Regions from separate parts of the Sus scrofa genome. Here region 2 is linked to region 1. Evidence: chromatin contacts called from public HiChIP or PLAC-seq data. All regions are on one chromosome and are shown on one strand. The core of a region is the stretch at or near the end of the contact, and the rest is flanking DNA. Distances in the headings are between cores, read along the strand shown.

Region 1 (4,636 bases), core at 1,551-4,050:
TCGAATGACTCTTTGGCTTAAAGTATTTGCTCCCCCCAAGTTTACTGTTCAGTGTTCTGGTTGTGGTTTTCTTTATAATCGTTCCTTGTTGATCCTCCACTCTGATACTGCAGCCCTAGCAGGCATTTACCATTCCTTGAAGTAAAGGAACACTCTATACCTCCCTGATGTTGCTCATGCTGTTCTCCCTACCAAAATGTCCTTTCCTCCTTTCTCCATCTGGAGAAGTCATGATGATGACACAAGGTCCAGCTCATCAGTCTCCAGCTCCCAGGCAGAACCATTCATTGCTTTTTCAAAAGCACACTGTATGCTACAGGTCTTTCTGTCTAACACCCTGTTGCACTATACATCACTAAATAGCGATAATATTTTACTTTTATAAAATTCACCAAGCATGTTCTCTGAAATAAATGTGATGTATTTGTTTTGTATACCAAGCAAATAGCACAATATCTGTCAACAAATATTTGTAGAATAAATGAATAAATTCATCAAACAAGTACATATATATATTTCACAACAGAAGAATATGGCTCTGATTCATCACTTTAATGATGACTTTTCTTGCATCAAAAACTAATTTGCTCCTTTAAACTACAGCATATTCACAACTTTCTTGCATAAAAGAAGTCAAGAGACTTGGGACTTCGTCCTGGCTTTTTCTCCCTAAATGCAGGACCTTGATCAATTCATTTGAAATCTCTCTTTCTGTGTAAAATAAAGGGTTTCATTTCAGCTCTATCATTCTATTATGGATTTTGTGAAATATTTAATATCAATCATACTTTTCTTCACACTCCATATTAACACTTGAATAAATCACCTTATACTTTTTGTCGCCTCCCACCAGCCAATTTAAATTGAACTCACAAAGGTCATTAAGGATGTCTTCATTCCTAAGACCAAGGAAACACTTAAATTACTACCATACTTAGCATCTGAAACATTTAACATTGTGGATATCCTCACCTATTCCAAACATTCTTCTTCCTATATTTCTGTTCTTTGTCCCAATCTTTTCTGTAGGGTCCCTTTTCCCATTTCTCCTTTGAAGTTTATTATTTCCTAGGGCTTCCTCCTTGACCTTCTGCTTCCACTACATGTTCTAACTGGCAAGGTTGTTCACTCCAAGGCTTCATTTACCATCTAGAGCATGAGCTCATCTACATGTTAAGTTCTCTTAGTTTGTTTTCCTATAGACACCTCTAACTCATTAAACCCAAACTCTTCTTAGGACTCTTCCTCTGGAATCCACTCTTCTCCCGGAATTCCCACATCAATGGATGACATTTCCATCACCCCATCATCTGGACTATTCAGGATATCTCACTCTCTTTTAAACCCTCCAGCACTTAATCAGTAAGTGCTATCATATTTAACTCCTAAAAAGCCCTGATTTCTGGCCATACTCCATTCACCTGAACTACCACAGCAACCTTCTCCTGATTTCCCTGTCCTGGCCTTCTCTTCTTTCAGACATTCTCTTTGCCATAGTGATTATCTTTCTTTAAAATATCTACATTCAAAATGTTGTCTCTCCCACTAAACTATGGAATTAATGTGGGCAAGGCCTGCATAGAGTCCATCTTGGAACCTCTAGGATCTAGCTTTGATCCAGCACCTAGTAGATACTCTAGATAGGATATAATGAGTGGTACCTGATTGGTTTTGGAAGACTTAGAGCTGGCAGGCATTTGAGTGGGGAGAGGCGTCAAAGACAGAACACTCCAAATGGAGGAGAACCCTTCTTTTTTAAATTCAAAAGAAAGTGCTGAATATATTTCATGTGCTTAGTAAATATGTCCTGTCTTGAGCTAAACCTTTCTGTATCAGTAGATAATTCCCAGATATAACAACATTTCCTCTGATAAGCATTTATTCCTCCTTGGTACCTAATTTACTGTTTCTCAGAGTAAGTGTTCAGACTGTATTTGTTGATATACATTTTCTGTTATCTGTTTTTGACACGATATGGGGGCAGGAGGACAAGAGAGAAAGAAAGGAAGAGACCAGACATCTTGAACCTCTGCTTCCACTGCACCTTCAATTCTACTTACTATTTTAAACAAACAAACATAGAGTTTGAAATATTTAGACAATCCCACCTAGTAAAAACTAATTAAATCTGAATAAAGTCTGTAGATTGGCAATTTCCTGATTTTGATATACTGCGGCTACATATACGTTACCATGGGGAGAAGGTGGCAAAGGACACAATAGGATCTCTCTATATTATTTTTGTGACATTCTCCAAGTCTATATTTACTTCAAAATAGAAAGTTAAAAAGAAAAAAGAAAGGGTCCTACTTATATGGCTCTTTTTTAAAAAGTTCATTATACTTCTTGAAAAAAAAACACACAGGAATGAACCAGAATTGGCCCTACCTATGAGAATCAGACTCCAAGATAGGGTGAGGTGGATCAGGCCCACCTCTCTCACCATCTTGCACTAGGATTCACCTGTATCCAATAATTTCACCATTATTTCCCCAAGAGTCATGGTAAGGAGGCTTCATTAAACGTCTCTGACATTTAATGTGTCATCCTACCTAGATAAGGTATGAACATTGTGGAAACAAAGCAGGAAAATGAAGGAAGAGAGGCAAATCCTGACAGCAGTGCAAAGAACCCAGGGCATGATATTCCCCTTTCTTCTGGAAGTTAGTAGAGCAACAGCAGATTAGTGACATAATGAGAGCAGGGTGGGGGTGACAACCTGCTGAAAGAGGTCTACCAGTAGACCCTTCTCCTACCACTGGCCACCCTGGACACTCATTACCCCACTCTACAGACGTCAAGTGACCTTATCTCCCTTATCCTTCCTCATCCCACCGGCATGAGCCACAGGACTGACTCATTGTATGTCTGTGACATTTTATTATTTACCAATGAGCAACTTAAATTTTAAGAAAATTAATTGAGCTCACTTTACTAATTTTTTTTTTTTGCCTTTTCTAGGGCCCCTCATCACCTGCTTCCCTAAGCACAGAAAACATTCAGCAATTTTTTTTTTTTTTTTTTGCTTTTTGGGGCTACACTCGTAACATATGGAGGTTCCCAGGCTAGGGGTCAAATTGGAGCTGGAGCCACTGGCCTACACCAGAGACACAGCAATGAGGGATCTCAGCCGCATCTGCAACCTACACCACAGCTCATGGCAACGCCGGATCCTTAACCCACTGAGCAAGGCCAGGGATTGAACCTGCAACCTCATGGTTCCTAGTCGGATTCATTAACCACTGAGCCACGACAGGAACTCCTCACTTTACTAATTCTTTATCCAGATTTCTTTATCCCTTTCAAGTTTCTTGAGCATATAAAACAACAAAGCCCAAACTCCAATTGTTCAAAAGTAGGCATCTTTGAGAGTTCCCACTGTAGCACAATAGGTTAAGGATCCAGCATTGTCTCTACAGCAGCTCGGTTCACTACTGAGGCACAGGTTTGATTCCCGGCCCAGCACAGTGGGTTTAGGATCCGGCATTGCTGCAGCTGTGTAGATTGTACCTACAGCTCAGATTCAATCCCTGTCTAGAAATGTCCATATGCCACAAGTGTAGCCAAAAAACAAGTAGGAATCTTTGTCATACAATGTAATGTAACTTGGCTTTTGACCTACATCATGATGGAATGGAAAGGAATAAATATGAAGCTCTTTCACATGCTGTGTAAGTGAAGCAATACGATTAAAATTCCAATAAGTGAAATCAACCATGAACTCTAGGAAAAACTTTGTATTCTTGGCTTGCAAAATCTGTACTGTAACTCAAAGAGGATATGAGGCAGCTCTTGGTCCCTTTGTTGGCTGTGGATGTTGGGCGGACCATGAGGGTAGATGCCTCTTACCAACAGGGTTCCATGATCTGTGACTCCGCCACATGTGTACAGACTTGCAGTCACATCGAGCACGTACAGTCAACAAAAACATAGATAAATCATATGAACTGAATGCAGTTCATACACTTTGGGTCCAAATACAAAGTAGGTAATCAATGACATAAGCAATTCTGAGGTCCTATGATCTGAAAAAAAGGGACAAAGGGACATGGGATTCTAGTCTCGTAAAGTCCTAGTTTGCTAGAACTTGGACCCCCAACCTAAGGGTAGTAATAGGAAGTGCTTTACTTCTGTCTGTTAAAACAGTGACATATTTGCCTTCAATCTGGTGATATTAAAAGGCTCTTACAAGGCACACAGCAGCCTCTTTCAGAGGCAAGGAAGAGAATATGGACCTTCCTTGAATCAAAGTCTTCCAGAGACTCAGCTGCAGAAAACCATAAAGCTGGAGATATATAGATTTAATTACTATTTGCCAATATAGGGTTACAGTAAGCTGGCTGTTCTAATGTGTTTCTATTGCTAAACAGCATGTTTCCCCCATGTATCTTTTCCTGAACTGGTTAATAACAAGTTCCAAGGAACACTCTGGCAGAGGTATTAGCAATTTCCTTTGGAACATGCCTTTCAGCTTCCCTCACTTTAGCCAGGTTCCCCATTCCATAAACACAAAAGCAGAAAGACCCTCATCGAATCGTGCTGCAAACACAGTTCTTATTACAGCCCAAGCCAGGGAAGCCTGTTCCGCAAGCCACTTAACTGCAAAATTTGCTATTAAACCTGTCAAACAGACATG
Region 2 (4,363 bases), core at 501-3,000, 420 kb after region 1:
AACAGCAGGAAGACCTGAAGGTGAGGGTGGGAGTGAAGAGGTGCTTGTGAGCTTATATATTTCTGTGGGTGGACACGCCTGTGATCTCCGGCATCACATTCCCACGCACCACGCTCTGCCGTCGGCGTACTTCCTGACCACACGAAGAGAAACACAATCCCATCCACTTTAATAGATGCTCGGCCAGACTGGGGCTGTTAAAACAGTGGCTTGAGAACTTCAAGACGCCGGGTGTTTTTGCAGCTTTCACCCATCATTTGGAAGCAGGACGAGGTTGGGTTTGAGGGCAAAAATGCTGAACACCAGCACTGTGATCTCAGGAACTGGATTCTGTGGTCCGGGAAGGGCGGCAGGAATTCACGCGGTGACCAGCGGCCCCTTCCTGCCTCGGCAGAGCGTGGAGCTCCTTCCGCCCCGCATGTGAAATCTAAGCCGGGAGCCGACCCGCAGCTGGAATGAACATTCAAACCCAGCGGTCATTGTGTCTTGAGGATGACTTTGCGGCTGTCTTCACCGCTTGCAGCCGCGCTGAGAAGTCTGTTCCCACCGAGTGAGCAGACTTTGACTCGTAAGAGGGACAGGAAGAGAATTTCAAAAAATCTTACCGGAAAACCACCTCTGAGAAAGTCAAAACGGGGTTTGGGGCGGGGGAGGAGGGGGGTAAGGCTGACCACACCAGGGGCTGGTCTAGAGCTGGGCCACCAGATCAGCAGGCAGAGAACGGTCACCTCCAGTCCCATCCCTCTTTGTGAAGAGTGTGGCATTTCAGTCTTTGGCCAGTGAGTCATCAGAAAATGTTATTTCTCATTTTAGAAAAATACCTAGGAGTTCCCGTCGTGGTGCAGTGGTTAACGAATCCGACTTGGAACCATGAGGTTGAGGGTTCGGTCCCTGGCCTCTCAGTGGGTTAAGGATTCGGCGTTGCCGTGAGCTGTGGTGTAGGTCACAGACGTGGCTCGGGTCTGGTGTTGCTGTGGCTCTGGCGTCAGGAGGTAACTACAGCTCCAATTGGACCCCTAGCCTGGGAACCTCCATATGCCGCGGGAAGCGGCCCTAGAAAAAGCAAAAAAAAAAAAAAAAAAAAAAAAAGAAAGAAAGAAAAATACCTGATCTCAGTGGGACATTTCACTGTTATCTGTTCTCCCTAAAAATATGGTGGTGGCAGTGGGGGAACCCAGACCCTTAGAAATTAAAGCCATATGGATACCATATTTAAAAAAAAGAACGCAAAACACAACAACGCAGGCCATTACATGATTGCTGACCGTAGGAATTCAGTATTTATAATTTACATTCTTTCCCATACTTTGCAGTCCTTTTCAGAAGTGAAGAGCAGAGGTTTACGGCCTCGCCAGATCGTAAATCAGATTCCTGAGGGCTGAGGGAGCTGCTACAGGCAGGGGGCATCGCCTTCCGACAGTTTGCAGAAGGCAAGGAAACGTCAGGAAAAGAACCCAAACAGACAGAGGGGGGGCTCTGCTTCAAGGAAGCTCGAGACACCCGTTAGTCCCGCCACCAAGCACGGAAGCAGCAGAAAACGCAGGGAAGATCAACATCTGCAGTCGCTGCGGGCACCACCGCTAAGTGCGCACCAGGGGGAGGGGAGCCCCCCGGGGCTCCTTACCCTCCATCAGCAGAGGCTGCCTGAGAGCCAGGCGGGGGGGTGGAAATAGGTGGAGGCTCGGGTCCAGGAACCCGGCAGAAGACGTGTGCGCAAGAATTAAATCAAGGAGCCTGGGGTGGGAGGAAGAGCATCAGGGTTGATCTGACGCCCCCTAGTGGCCATGTGCTCTTGGGCGAAGTACTCGAGCCTCAGAGCCAGGGAAACGTGGAAAACAGGCAAACTCACAGGATTGAAGAATACACATACATTTGGGGCTGGATGCAAAGGGGAGCGGGGGAGGGGGTCTTAAGCGACGCCCCTTATCTAGAATTGGAAGTGCTGTTCTGGCACCTGGCTCCCTAGCAAACCCAGCTGAGTGGTATCCAGGAAGATTCAGGGGAGGGAGGGTGTCTCAAGACACACCACCTCTCCAAGAGGTCTTTTGAAGCACCCCAGTCGCCCGAATGCCTTTGTCTGGAAGATCTGTCGGCAGGGGCCCTGGTGAACTCATCCGCCTACTCCTGGCCTGGCTTTCATTCCCTCTGAGAGAAGGCAGAGGATTTTAAACATTTTGAAACGTGGGGATCTTGGCGTGCCTTTCCCAGGTTGCACCCGTAAAATACCTAATCAGCCCATGATGTGTGCAGATGGACTGACGGATGAGTCAGGCGAGTGGGAACAGTAAGGTTTACAGTCCAGATTTTCCAGCATGGATGGTTACATAAACCATGCCTGCAATTTGATGCTGTAATTAAGGCTATTGTGTGTATACTTCAGACATGTGAATGCAATATTTTAGGTTTTGGGTCTCTGATTTACCTTCTTTTACTTTTAAAGGCAAACAAATCTTATTTCCCATGGTTGTAAAGTCCACATGAGTCCCCTTTACTCAGCGTCCAGAAAAGGGACAGACACACCCTACACAGGAAGACTGGTGTCTGAGGAGCTGAGGAGATTTGTGGGGGTCAGGAGGTCAGGCATATGGGGAATACCTTCTGCCATTAGCACCCACAATTTGCAGACCCTTGGCAATGATGTTTTCAGAGTATTCCAATAACAAACAAACAAAACTAACTCCCAGGGCAAAGAGGTCCAAGCACGAGCCCAGAATGGCCAAGGAGCTTGGGGGTCCGGTTGCATCAGTCGTGATAGCAAAACTCTCAGACCAATTCTATTTTCTTTTTTCCCCCCTTCTTCTTCTTCTTCTTCTTCTTTTTAGGGCTGCACCTGCGGTATATGGAGGTTCCCAGGCTAGGGGTCTAATCAGAGCTACTAGCTGCCAGCCTACACCACAGCCACAGCAACACAGGATTCAAGCTGCGTCTGTGACCTATACCACAGCTCAGGGCGATGCTGGACCTTCACCCACTGAGTGAGGCCAGGGATCAAACCTGCAACCTCATGGTTCCTAATCAAATTCATCCACTGTGCCACGACGGGAACTCCCCAATTGTATTTTCTGAAAGATGTTCGTGTTGGCGCTGGGTTTATGAGACGCGGATGGATCTGCCAATACCCTTCTCTTTGCTCCAAGAAGGCAATGCTGGGGCTTAGGAGTCTCTTTTACCAGTACTGCAGACAGGAAGCTTGCCCGTCACCCACCCCTCCAGCCAGCTGCTGTACACAGAGACCAGTTTTCAACCAGGGTATCACGATGGATAAGCTGAGCTTAGCCGTGTGAGAGGCCTGGGAGCCAGCCACTTGGACCCGCTGTAAATCCTTGACCGTGCTAGACAGTGACAAACAATACCTTCTCATAGGACAGGCAGCTATAAAACCTGCCCAACCAACCTGCAAGAAAGGGAATGTCCAGAGAGACAAAATTGCAGGTGAATTTCTGAAATGGATTAAAGACAGTTTTTAGGCAACACAGGAGACAAGGAAGATTTCAGCCTTCCCACACACTAAAAAACCACCACCACCACCAAAAAAACCTCAAAAGCCAAATAAACAAAACCACACACACATCCAACTATTTCCTCCCTCTTTGGTAGATATTAGTAAATAAGTCCTTTAATTCATAGATGATAGTGAAATGAAAAAGCCATGGGTATTTATTGCGTCAAAGATATTACCACATTCAATTAAAAAAACTTTGACTCCTTTACCTATGATAGTTCTAGGATCAGGTTTTGAATAAAATATGATAAAGTGAAATGTTGTAAAAATCTATTCTGGGGTTGGCAAGGAGACTCCACAGCTGGTTAGTCTTAGCCATGACGAATGCTGAAACGTACAAAGACCCAAATCTCAAATTTAACCCTTGCCCCCACCACACACACAAAGGCAAGAGATGCACTTGTAATGAAATGCTGATTAACAGAAGTCTTGGCTCTCCTCACATCTTTTTTTTTTTTTTTTTGTCTTCTTATGCCCACACCTGAAGCATATTGAGGGTCCCAGGCTAGGGGTTGAATCAGAGCTACAGCCCCAGCAATTCGGGATCCAAGTCATGTCTGTGACCTACACCACAGCTCATGGCAACGCTGGATCCCCGACCCACTGAGCGAGGCCAGGGATCTAACCTGCAACCTCATGGTTCCTAGTCAGATTCGTTTCTGCTCAGCCATGATGGGAATGCCTCTCCTCACATCTTGATTTCAATCATACAAGTGGGAAATTCATGGAGGATTGCGATTGCCTGCCTGGGGGAATCCGTTTTCATAGCAGTAAGAACTCTATAAATGAAGCCCACCCGGTGAGCACTCAGTGGCCTCAGGAATTCTGCAGCCTTCACTGAACAGAATTCCAAGAATGCAT

Evidence for each region. HiChIP or PLAC-seq counts read pairs in DNA pulled down with a chosen protein or histone mark.
Region 2: an H3K27ac HiChIP or PLAC-seq map of alveolar macrophages shows a contact between it and region 1. The contact joins two enhancer-like sites. A contact is called at or near these places in 1 of 47 Hi-C or Micro-C datasets (embryonic fibroblasts) and 1 of 2 datasets of contacts at active chromatin or transcription factors (alveolar macrophages).

The regions. Positions count from the first base shown.
Region 1 is chr4:39,865,096-39,869,731 of Sscrofa11.1, forward strand. No RefSeq gene overlaps it. Among named protein-coding and RNA genes, the nearest start is that of CPQ, 11 kb to the left of the region's middle. Within about 2 kb of position 2,801, at least 2 of the 83 cell types and tissues checked have an H3K27ac peak or open chromatin away from gene starts, as enhancers often do. A contact at or near this core is called in alveolar macrophages, where this site is marked.
Region 2 is chr4:40,291,016-40,295,378 of Sscrofa11.1, forward strand. No RefSeq gene overlaps it. Among named protein-coding and RNA genes, the nearest start is that of PTDSS1, 83 kb to the right of the region's middle. Within about 2 kb of position 1,751, at least 22 of the 83 cell types and tissues checked have an H3K27ac peak or open chromatin away from gene starts, as enhancers often do. A contact at or near this core is called in alveolar macrophages, where this site is marked.